Linked DNA regions of Ovis aries: region 1 is linked to region 2. The links are chromatin contacts, called in public Hi-C maps. All regions are on one chromosome and are shown on one strand. Each heading gives the region's core, a stretch centred on a gene start, on an enhancer-like site or on the middle of the called end of the contact. The rest is flanking DNA. Distances are from core to core; before and after follow the strand shown.

The links. A called contact is a pair of places that touch in the nucleus more often than the background predicts.
Region 1: a contact with region 2 is called in a Hi-C map of muscle, with 4 times the contacts expected there. The contact joins two enhancer-like sites. A contact is called at or near these places in 7 of 16 Hi-C or Micro-C datasets (hypothalamus, liver, mesenteric adipose tissue and 4 more).

What each region holds. Positions count from the first base shown.
Region 1 is chr17:51,469,772-51,473,825 of ARS-UI_Ramb_v3.0, reverse strand. It overlaps NCOR2 (nuclear receptor corepressor 2), which reads right to left. Exons shown (of 50, transcript XM_060401093.1): 31 at 3,964-4,054; 32 at 1,216-1,356; 33 at 766-852; 34 at 1-162. Among named protein-coding and RNA genes, the nearest start is that of RFLNA, 43 kb to the left of the region's middle. Within about 2 kb of position 2,640, at least 7 of the 54 cell types and tissues checked have an H3K27ac peak or open chromatin away from gene starts, as enhancers often do.
Region 2 is chr17:51,417,164-51,421,472 of ARS-UI_Ramb_v3.0, reverse strand. It overlaps NCOR2 (nuclear receptor corepressor 2), which reads right to left. Exons shown (of 50, transcript XM_060401093.1): 17 at 2,199-2,338; 18 at 227-399. Among named protein-coding and RNA genes, the nearest start is that of RFLNA, 96 kb to the left of the region's middle. Within about 2 kb of position 1,597, at least 3 of the 54 cell types and tissues checked have an H3K27ac peak or open chromatin away from gene starts, as enhancers often do.

The DNA.
Region 1 (4,054 bases), core at 1,391-3,890, 51 kb before region 2:
TCAGCTTCAGGGGACCCAGGGCCTCCAAGGGCCGGGCCTTGTAGGCCTCAGCCAGGTCCCGAGGGGGCGGAGGCGGCGGTGGCGGCGTGCCCTCGCGCTTCAGGAGCTTGGCCTCCCGGCGCTGGTAGTCTTCCTGGGCCTCCACGTAGGACCGCGGGATCCCTGCCAGGGAGGAGGGGGCACTGACCCGTGTGTACTTGCCTCCCACCTTGCTCATCCTAACCTGGGGGAGATTCTGAAGCCTGACTACCTGGGTTCAAGTCCTCACTTGCTGTGTGACATGACTTGACCTCTCTGAGCCTCAACTTCTTCATATATAGAATGGGAGTATTAACTGAAGCACCTCACCAAGTCATTCACATTCAGTGGGATGATACAGATACAAAGCATGTTAAAAAGTACCTGGCTTGCCACTGACCAGCCAGGAGAATGTGGGTGTCTTCCTTTCGGAGGCTGTTCCATAAGATGATGAACAGAGAGCACTTGGGGTGGCACCCAGCACAGAGCACAGGAGATGCTCAGTAAATAAGAGTGAAGGGTGATGGGCAGTAGTTTGCTTTCGAGTTTGGTTTTCATGCCTTGCTCTGCCTTTCAACCTGCACTCGTACCTGTCATGCACACGTGTGTTATACGCCTTCTCTGGGTGCCCACGGCACTCTGGTATGCCTCCCCTCCCCTGCCCATCTTGACTGTAAACCCGAGGGCTTGTTGCAGCTGCCCCAAGGGTGCAGTGGCTGGGCACGCCGGGAGCAGAGGGCAGCGTACCTTGCGTGATGGAACCTCGGATATGGTGCTGCTCTTTGAGGTGGTGGGGGCTGTGTCGCTCGGGCGGGATGGCGCGGCCCATGAGACCTGGAGGGGGCGGGCGACAGCATCGTCCCACGGCTCCCTGACCCGGCCTTGGGCAGTGACTGGCCAGGGTCTACAGCCCCTGCCTCCCTCCAGCAGGTCCCTCCAGCCACCCAGTCCCCGAGCTGATGTTAATGGTGGTGGCGATAGAGGGCCCAGCTGGCAAGTGGCCCGCTTTCTGGGCCCTGTGCCACCTCTGGACGGAGCCTCAGAAACACCCAGCTTTCCTATCTGTAAAGTCGGGATAACTATTCCCGCACTCCGCCCAGGGGGAGCTGATGTAACCCAGCAAGTGGGGAAGCCCCCAGGGCAGGTCCTACGGCCCCTGCTCCACCCCCAGAATCGGGAGCCGGGCAGGGTACACACCTTCGATGCTGGCTGAGGAGATGGCCCGGCTGACGCGGCCCTCCATCATGTCGTAGGTGCGCTTGGGGGCGGCCGTCTCGTGGGGAGGGCCTGAGCTGCTCCTGCCATCCTCCTTGGAGCACTGGGATACGGACATGCCACCTGGAAACCAGACCACGGTCACGATGCAGGGCAGCCCCGGGAGGCTGTGTGCACCGAGCCCAGGGCCAGCAACCTGGAGGGCCGGAGGGCGACAGCGGCTCAAACGGACCCCCGTCACGAGAGCCCGTCAGCCACGCGGCTGAAGCCGGGCCCAGCTGGGCCTTCCCGCAGGAACCCCCAGCCGGCAGTCCAGCCCAGGGCCTGCTCTGCTGGTTGGTGGGTCTGCACCTTTGACTGTCCACAGGCATGTGAGTGTGCACAGACAAACACTCGTGGGAGCGGACGTGTGACGTGAACGTGCAGAACCACGTGCATGTGAGCAAAGATGCACCAGCTGAGTGTGAACATGCAGGGTTGGCACAACCATCCCTGTGTGTCAATGTGGGTCTGTGTGTGTGCAACGTGTGACACTGTGTGTGTGTGTCCACTGTGAACATGAGGCCACATGCAAAACACCACGTGCATCTGTGTCCACGTGGGGAGAGTGTGTGTCTGGTTAGACGTGGGAGGGACAAGGAGGGTCCACAGCACGGGTGGCCTCATCCAGCCAGGCTGAGCCCAGAGGGCGGGCACATCAGGCTGGGCACATGGGTGCTGGCCATGTGCCATGGCCATGGGTCTGAGCAGCCAGGAGGGGGCCCCCGAGGAGGCCACGGTTCCGTTTTGCCCATTGGGCTGGGGGATCCTGAGTTGGCCTCTCCTTCCAGGGGTGGCGGAGTCTGTGGGTATCAGAAGCAAGTCCTGCATGCCCCAGGCCGGCCCCTTAGAATAACGGGTACCCTGGCTCTCACGGATTTCCATCACGACCCCGAGGGATCCTCAGAGCAGGAGCTCCTCCACGGGGTTACAAACTAGTGGCTGGCGGATAGATGGTATCACCGCTCCTAATTTTTCTCAAAATTGATTGCTGATGTTTAAACACCAGGAGACGTCAGATAAAAATGGAGAGATCAGAAGTCTGGCTGGCGAGCTTGCACTTGTTACAGGGTGACAATCAGCTGCCGGAGAACAGAGGCAGGGGCCCCTGTAGAGATGGCCGTCACTCCCAGGGTTGCCATAGTCTCCCTGCCATCTACTGCCTGCCACTGGCATCACTAGTCCCCAGGCCCCAGGAAGCACATGAGAAATGAAAGGCCTTGACAGACACCCATTCTGCGGATGCTAAGCCTAAGGCCTGCAGGGGCTCAAGAACTGATCTGGAGGCCTGAGCCGGGATGCCACCCAGGGCTCCCCACTCACAACACCCTGAACTGCCTCTCTGTCTGCCCTTCTCAGGGCCCCTGGCCATCCCCCAGGGCACTCAGCCAGGTACTGTCAGAACGCGACTGACAGCCAGTCCCCAAGGCTGTCTCCACCACTCGGTAGCAGAGAAAGGCAAGTACCTAAGCCCCATGGTACCACCTCCGCTTCCCAGGACCTGGGGGGCCATGGGGGCTGGGTGCTGGGCCGGTGGAGGCGGATAGTGAAGAAAAAGCACCCGCCCATTGGAGGAGAAGCAATTTGCGGCTCTACGGCTGCCAGCGGCTGAGAGGGGCGCCCATTAGCGGCTTTTATCTCTGCACCCCTGGGTGCCCAAGGCTGCCAGGAAATTGACATCTCAGCCCTTGATTCCCTTAATTCCTTCCAGGCAGGGCTCCCGGGTGGGGAAGCGGAACCCAGGGAGGGTGAGTGGAGTGAGGAGCGCTGAAGTGGGGGGCCTAGGGCGTAAGGGGGCAGCGTGTCACTAGTTACCGCCCCTGCCTGCCACCCTCGTGCCGTCAATCAGAGAGCGCAGCCTTTGCCAGGGCCAGAGGCCTAGGGGTGTGAGCTTGGGGCTTCTGCTCCCTGGGCCTGTTCCCTCACTCGCAAGGCTGGCCGTAAGTCTGCTTCCTAAACTGTAAAGAACGAAGGAGAGGTGGGAGGCAGCTAAGGCTGATCTTTACCTGCTCTGACTTACATACCTACGTGACTTACATACCTACAGGGACGGGGAGGTCACCACCTCTCTGATTGTGCTTCCTGGTGTCACCCCAGCCCTGCCTCGTGAGGAACCCCCCTCAATGGACCAAAGACTTCCCCTACCCCCGTCCCAGGGATCCTGTTCTTTGAGGGGCCACTGGACATCGTTGTACCTCAGCTCCCACACCTGGAAAATGGGAACACACTCCTCCTCGGCTCTCAACCACACACAGCTGACAGGAGGGCAACACACTCCCCCAGACTTGTTTTCTGAAGACATCTGGCTGCCCTTTAACCCCAACCATATTTTCTGGAAAATTCTCTCTTGACCAGCTCCAGAAACACCAAAGTCTGGGGTTTGGTGAATAAGCCACAGTGGATACAGACAGGTTTAATGACAAGATTAACAAGGTGACTTTCCATTTGTACCTCGGGAGGGGGGGTTGTCCTGAGAGCCTTCTGAGGGGGCTTCATCTGCTGGACCCCCAGCCCCTGGCATATGGGTGGCCCCCAGTAAACATCAAGTGACCAGATGAACAACCACCTGTAGGTCCCCATTGGTCCTCTTCCTCAGGAGTCCTTGCCGGACATCAAAGAGCCCTGAACGGGACGGCCTGCCCAGCCCCTGCCCGCCCACCAGCTTCTCATAGCCATGGTGGCATCACTCACCCTCGTAGGATAGCACATGGCCCTTCTTGCCCTCGTAGATGACGTGGCCCTTGGGCAGCCCATCCTCCCGGCTGCGGTCCAGGCGGCTCGG
Region 2 (4,309 bases), core at 348-2,847:
TAGGTGAATTCTCCAATTCTGGAAGGATCACAGCTGAAGGGCAGAGAACCTGCCCCAGGCACTGTTCTAGGCTCTTCCTACACGCAAAGTCACTGAAATGCTCAACCCTACAAGTTATAAGCATTACTCACAACCCTGGTGCTGATGAAGCCATCAGGACACAGAGAGGTCAAATAGCAAGTTTGCAACGAATGCTGGGATTCTGAATCCCCAGCCCAAGACTCACCCAGCTCAGCGCTCTGCTGCGGGGTGACGGCCTCCTCGCTGTTGGCCTCGTTGGCCATCGAGCGGGTGATGCGGCCTTTGCGTCTCCCCTGACTGTTGGCGGTTTTCCGGCCTTTGGAGGTCACTGCCTCCTTCTCATCGTTGTCTTCCCCAGAGGTGTCGTCCGTCTTCTCCCTAAGGCCAGAGAGGGGAGGCAAGGATGGTTTCACCTGGGCCAGGAACCTAAACGGCAGTTTCAAGACAGCCGCTTTTCTTTAGCAAGATGAGCGCTGGCTGCCAGCGATTTTCTACTAGCCCAAGGGAGCGGAAAAAAGGGGGAAAGCTCGGGGTAATGCGGTAGCAATCTGCAAGGCTCCTTTATTCACCAGATTGAGGGAATGAGGCTGCTAGAGGTCTGCAATGCCATCTTATTTATCAAAAGGGAGGTGAGAGCTGGTAGCTGTCATCTGCTTTATTCTCCAACAGGGATGTGGGCTGGTAGGTAACTGATTGCCTTATTTTATTCATCCAGTGTGGGTATGGGCTGGTGGCTATCTGCAAACCCATTTTTTCTTAAGTTATTTATTTGGCCGGGGTAGGTAGGTCTTCATTTCTCCAAGGGCTTTTCTCTAGTTGTGGAGAGTGGGGGTTACTCTCTAGTTGTGATCAGGCTTCTCATTGCAGTGGCTTCTATTGTTGCAGAGCACCAGCTCTAGGGCACATGGGCTTTCAGGAGTTGTGGCTCCCGGGCTCCAGGCTTGTAGGCTCAGTAGCTGTAGCACACGGGCTTGGTTACTCCAAGGCATGTGGGATCTTCCCGGACCAGGGATCGAACCTGTGTCTCCTGCATCGGCAGGTGGATTCTTTACCACTGAGCCACCAGGGAAGCCCTGCAAGCCCATTTTATACATCAACTAGAGATGCTCTCTGCTATCCGTTTGCAAGCTTACTGGATTAAATGCATAGGGGTGCAGGCTGGTACACCCTTCAGGCTACTTTACTCCCCACAGAGGAGATGTCCCCCTCCCTACCAACAATGCTAACTCTGCCTTCTGTGTTATCACGGGCCACTGGGGCTTGCAGAAAACGCAAGAGGAGAGTATTCCGCCGGCCTGATGCAGGCCGAGTCAGGTGTGTGGGGAGCATGTGACCTCAATAGCTGGGGCTGGGACTCTTCTTAGAAGCCGACTCAGGGGAGTTTACTGCAGGGCCGCTCAGATTTATCACCACCACCTTCCATTCATCTTCTTGAAGGCCCTCGCAGGAACGTCTGGCAGACAGGGGGTAACGAAGCCAGATGTTCTCAGAAGCCACATTCCTGAGCTTGCTCCAGGTACCTGGCGCTAAGTTGTGCCCGCCCCCCCCTTCACCCCTTGCTCGGAGTGAATCTCCAGCTGGCGGTGCTCCACCCCTGGCAGGCACGGGAGGCCGTCAGGGGCCCCGAGGCGAGGCTGTGCCTTGATCTGCAAGAACTCACACTGACAGCAATAATTCTAAAGGTGAGGGCTGCCGCCTGCGTGTACCTCGTCCTCTCAGATCTGCCCCCCTCCCGCTCTCAGCATCTCAGGAGACTCAGCGGAGGAAAGGGGAGAAGACGGGGAGGTGGGGCAGGGGGGTGAGGCAAAGAGTTCCAAAGTCATTGCCTGGATTTATTAGCTCAGGAGTAGAGCTCAAATGAGCCATCAGTCTCTAAGGTCTCCAGAGGCTTCAAGAGAAAGGCGGGCAGGTGGAGGAAAGAGAGAGGAACAGGCTTCCGGAAGGGAGGAGGAGGGGGGTGCGTGCTGCCAGGGGACCGGCAAAGGAGAAAGCGCTTCCCTTCTCAGCAGGAGATCTGCTGTAGATAGACGGCAAATGCTCACACGCCTTTACGGAGGGTGGAGGGCGGGTGGCCTGCAGGCTGAGTACCAACCATGGCCCCCCTGCTAGCCTGCCCGCCCGCCTGCCACCTGGGGGTTGTGGCCGGGCCCCCCGCAGGACCACCGGGCTGGCCTTACTTGATCAGCTCCTCCTTGTCATTCTCCACGTCAGGCTTCTCCTCCTCCTTCTCCACCTCCTTCTCCTTCTCCTTCTCATCTTTCTCCTCCTGGCTGCTGCGGGGCATCTGCTGCTGCTGCTGTTGCTGTTGCTGCTGCTGCTGCCAGGCCCCAGGGGAAGGCAGGGGGCAGTGGGGGAGAGAAGGACACAGTCAGGCAGGCAAGGCTCTGCACCTGGACTGAGAGCTGGAGGGGAGGGGGAGTCCGCGGGAGCCCCCTTCTCCAACACCTACACTGTGAGCTGGGCAGAAAGCCCCACAATCTGGGGCACTGGGAGGCAGGAGTCAAAGGGCAAGGTATAGAAAGTGCTCGTGTCAGACCCCTGGCCTCTGGCACTTGGTGACTGCGTGACCTTGGATGAGAGTCTTAAGCTCTCTGTGCTCCGATTCTTCCCTTTGAAAGCATGCCTACCCCTCAGCCAGGCATGGGGAGGCCAAAACGAGCGAATGCTTACAGAGTTGGCATCTGGCACCAGGATTTAAGCGTGGTGGGAGCCCCAAGGCAGGAGGGTGGGGCCCTGGTCAGCTTCAGGCAAGAGCAGGGTGAACACAGGGAAAACTGGGTCACAGCCTGAGTTCCCTGCCTGCCTGCTTGCCTGACTGCCCCAGACAAAAGCTCAGGCCAGCTCTCCAGGCCTCAGTCTCCACATCTGTAAAATGGGTAGACGGAAGGGCTGTCCCCAGGCCCATTCAGGATGGCTGCTGCTATGACGAGGGCCTGCTTTTGCTGCCGTGGGCCTGGTCTTCCTCTCCAGTGAGTCAGCCCTTGAAGGGGAAGACAGCAGGCCTGCTGGACAGGAGAGATCAAAGGGGCTTACAACAAAACCAGCCCCCTTCCTGCAGGCCTATTCCTTTCATCTCCTTCCCGAGTGAGTGAAGCTGCCACTGGCCAACCTGCCCCAGTCAGCCAGCCTGCTGACCCTGCCCTCACCAAGACAGGGAGGGCAGGCGAGCTCCTCCCCACACTGCCACCTGACTTCCTTTCTGTCCTGCCTGATTTCTTTTAAGCCACACACTGATTCTCTTAGCCACCCCCAAAGTGCTCCTTTCGAGCAGCTGCCAAAGCAGACCATCTTTCCAACCCCAGGAGTCAATGAAATTTAAAAAAACGAAATGCAAAGCCTTTCAATGTGTGCTGAGGGGTGTGGTCACACCAACATTTAAACCAAGGAGAAAGAAACCCAAGCAGATGGAGAAGGTGAGGGCATAGGGCAGGGGGCTCCCTTTCTCCCCATCTTTCCTCCATACCAGGAACACATGCTGATCCCCAGCGCAGGCTGCCTTGGCCTGAGACCCCACCTCCCCTAATCCCCCGCCCTTCTCTGTAGTTTTAATTTATGATTCACTATGCGGCTGAGCACAGGGGTCAGCTACAGGCGATCTGTACAGAGCGGGGGTCTGGGTATTCATGGGAACCATCGGCTTTCTGAGACTGCAGCAGTGTGAACCCAGGAAGCTCCTGGCTCAGGTCTGCCCCCTTCCCCAAGAACCTTCCTCTGATCTCCAAGAAGAGGGGCAAGGAGGCAGAAAAGCCTCCCTCTGCCCCCTGTTATGTCGCTGTCAATTCCCAATGGGTGTCCCAATGTCTCTGAACTGTCCCTCACCACCACCCCAAACCCTGAAACACTAAACTTCCAACCGCTGGCGAAGATGGAAGGGGGGGCGGCGGGGACCAGGATCCAGAGCGAGGGGAGATGGCATGGCCGACTGGGGAGGGACCCTTGCCCCGTGGGCTGCTCGGCATGGCTGCTGTCTTCACCTGTGAGACCTGCCCGGCTTCTGCATATTCAGGAACCTGACGTCTAGGGCCTGGAAGGGCAGGGCCGGGGCTTTCCAACCTCAGGGGGCTTGATGTCTCCTGAAACACCATCGTTGGACTTTGTGCCAAGAATGCCCAACTGGGCTGCAGCTTCACTCCGAAGCTTTATCTGCTGTCCCTCCCAGTGGTTGACTCCAGGAGCACCTGTCATTGTTCCCTGGGTGTAGGTTGGGGGCGGTGTCTTCAGCCCCCACCAGAATCTCACCCTTGGGCCACAAAGCAGGCCACTATCTGCCCCCAGCACAGCCAGCAGA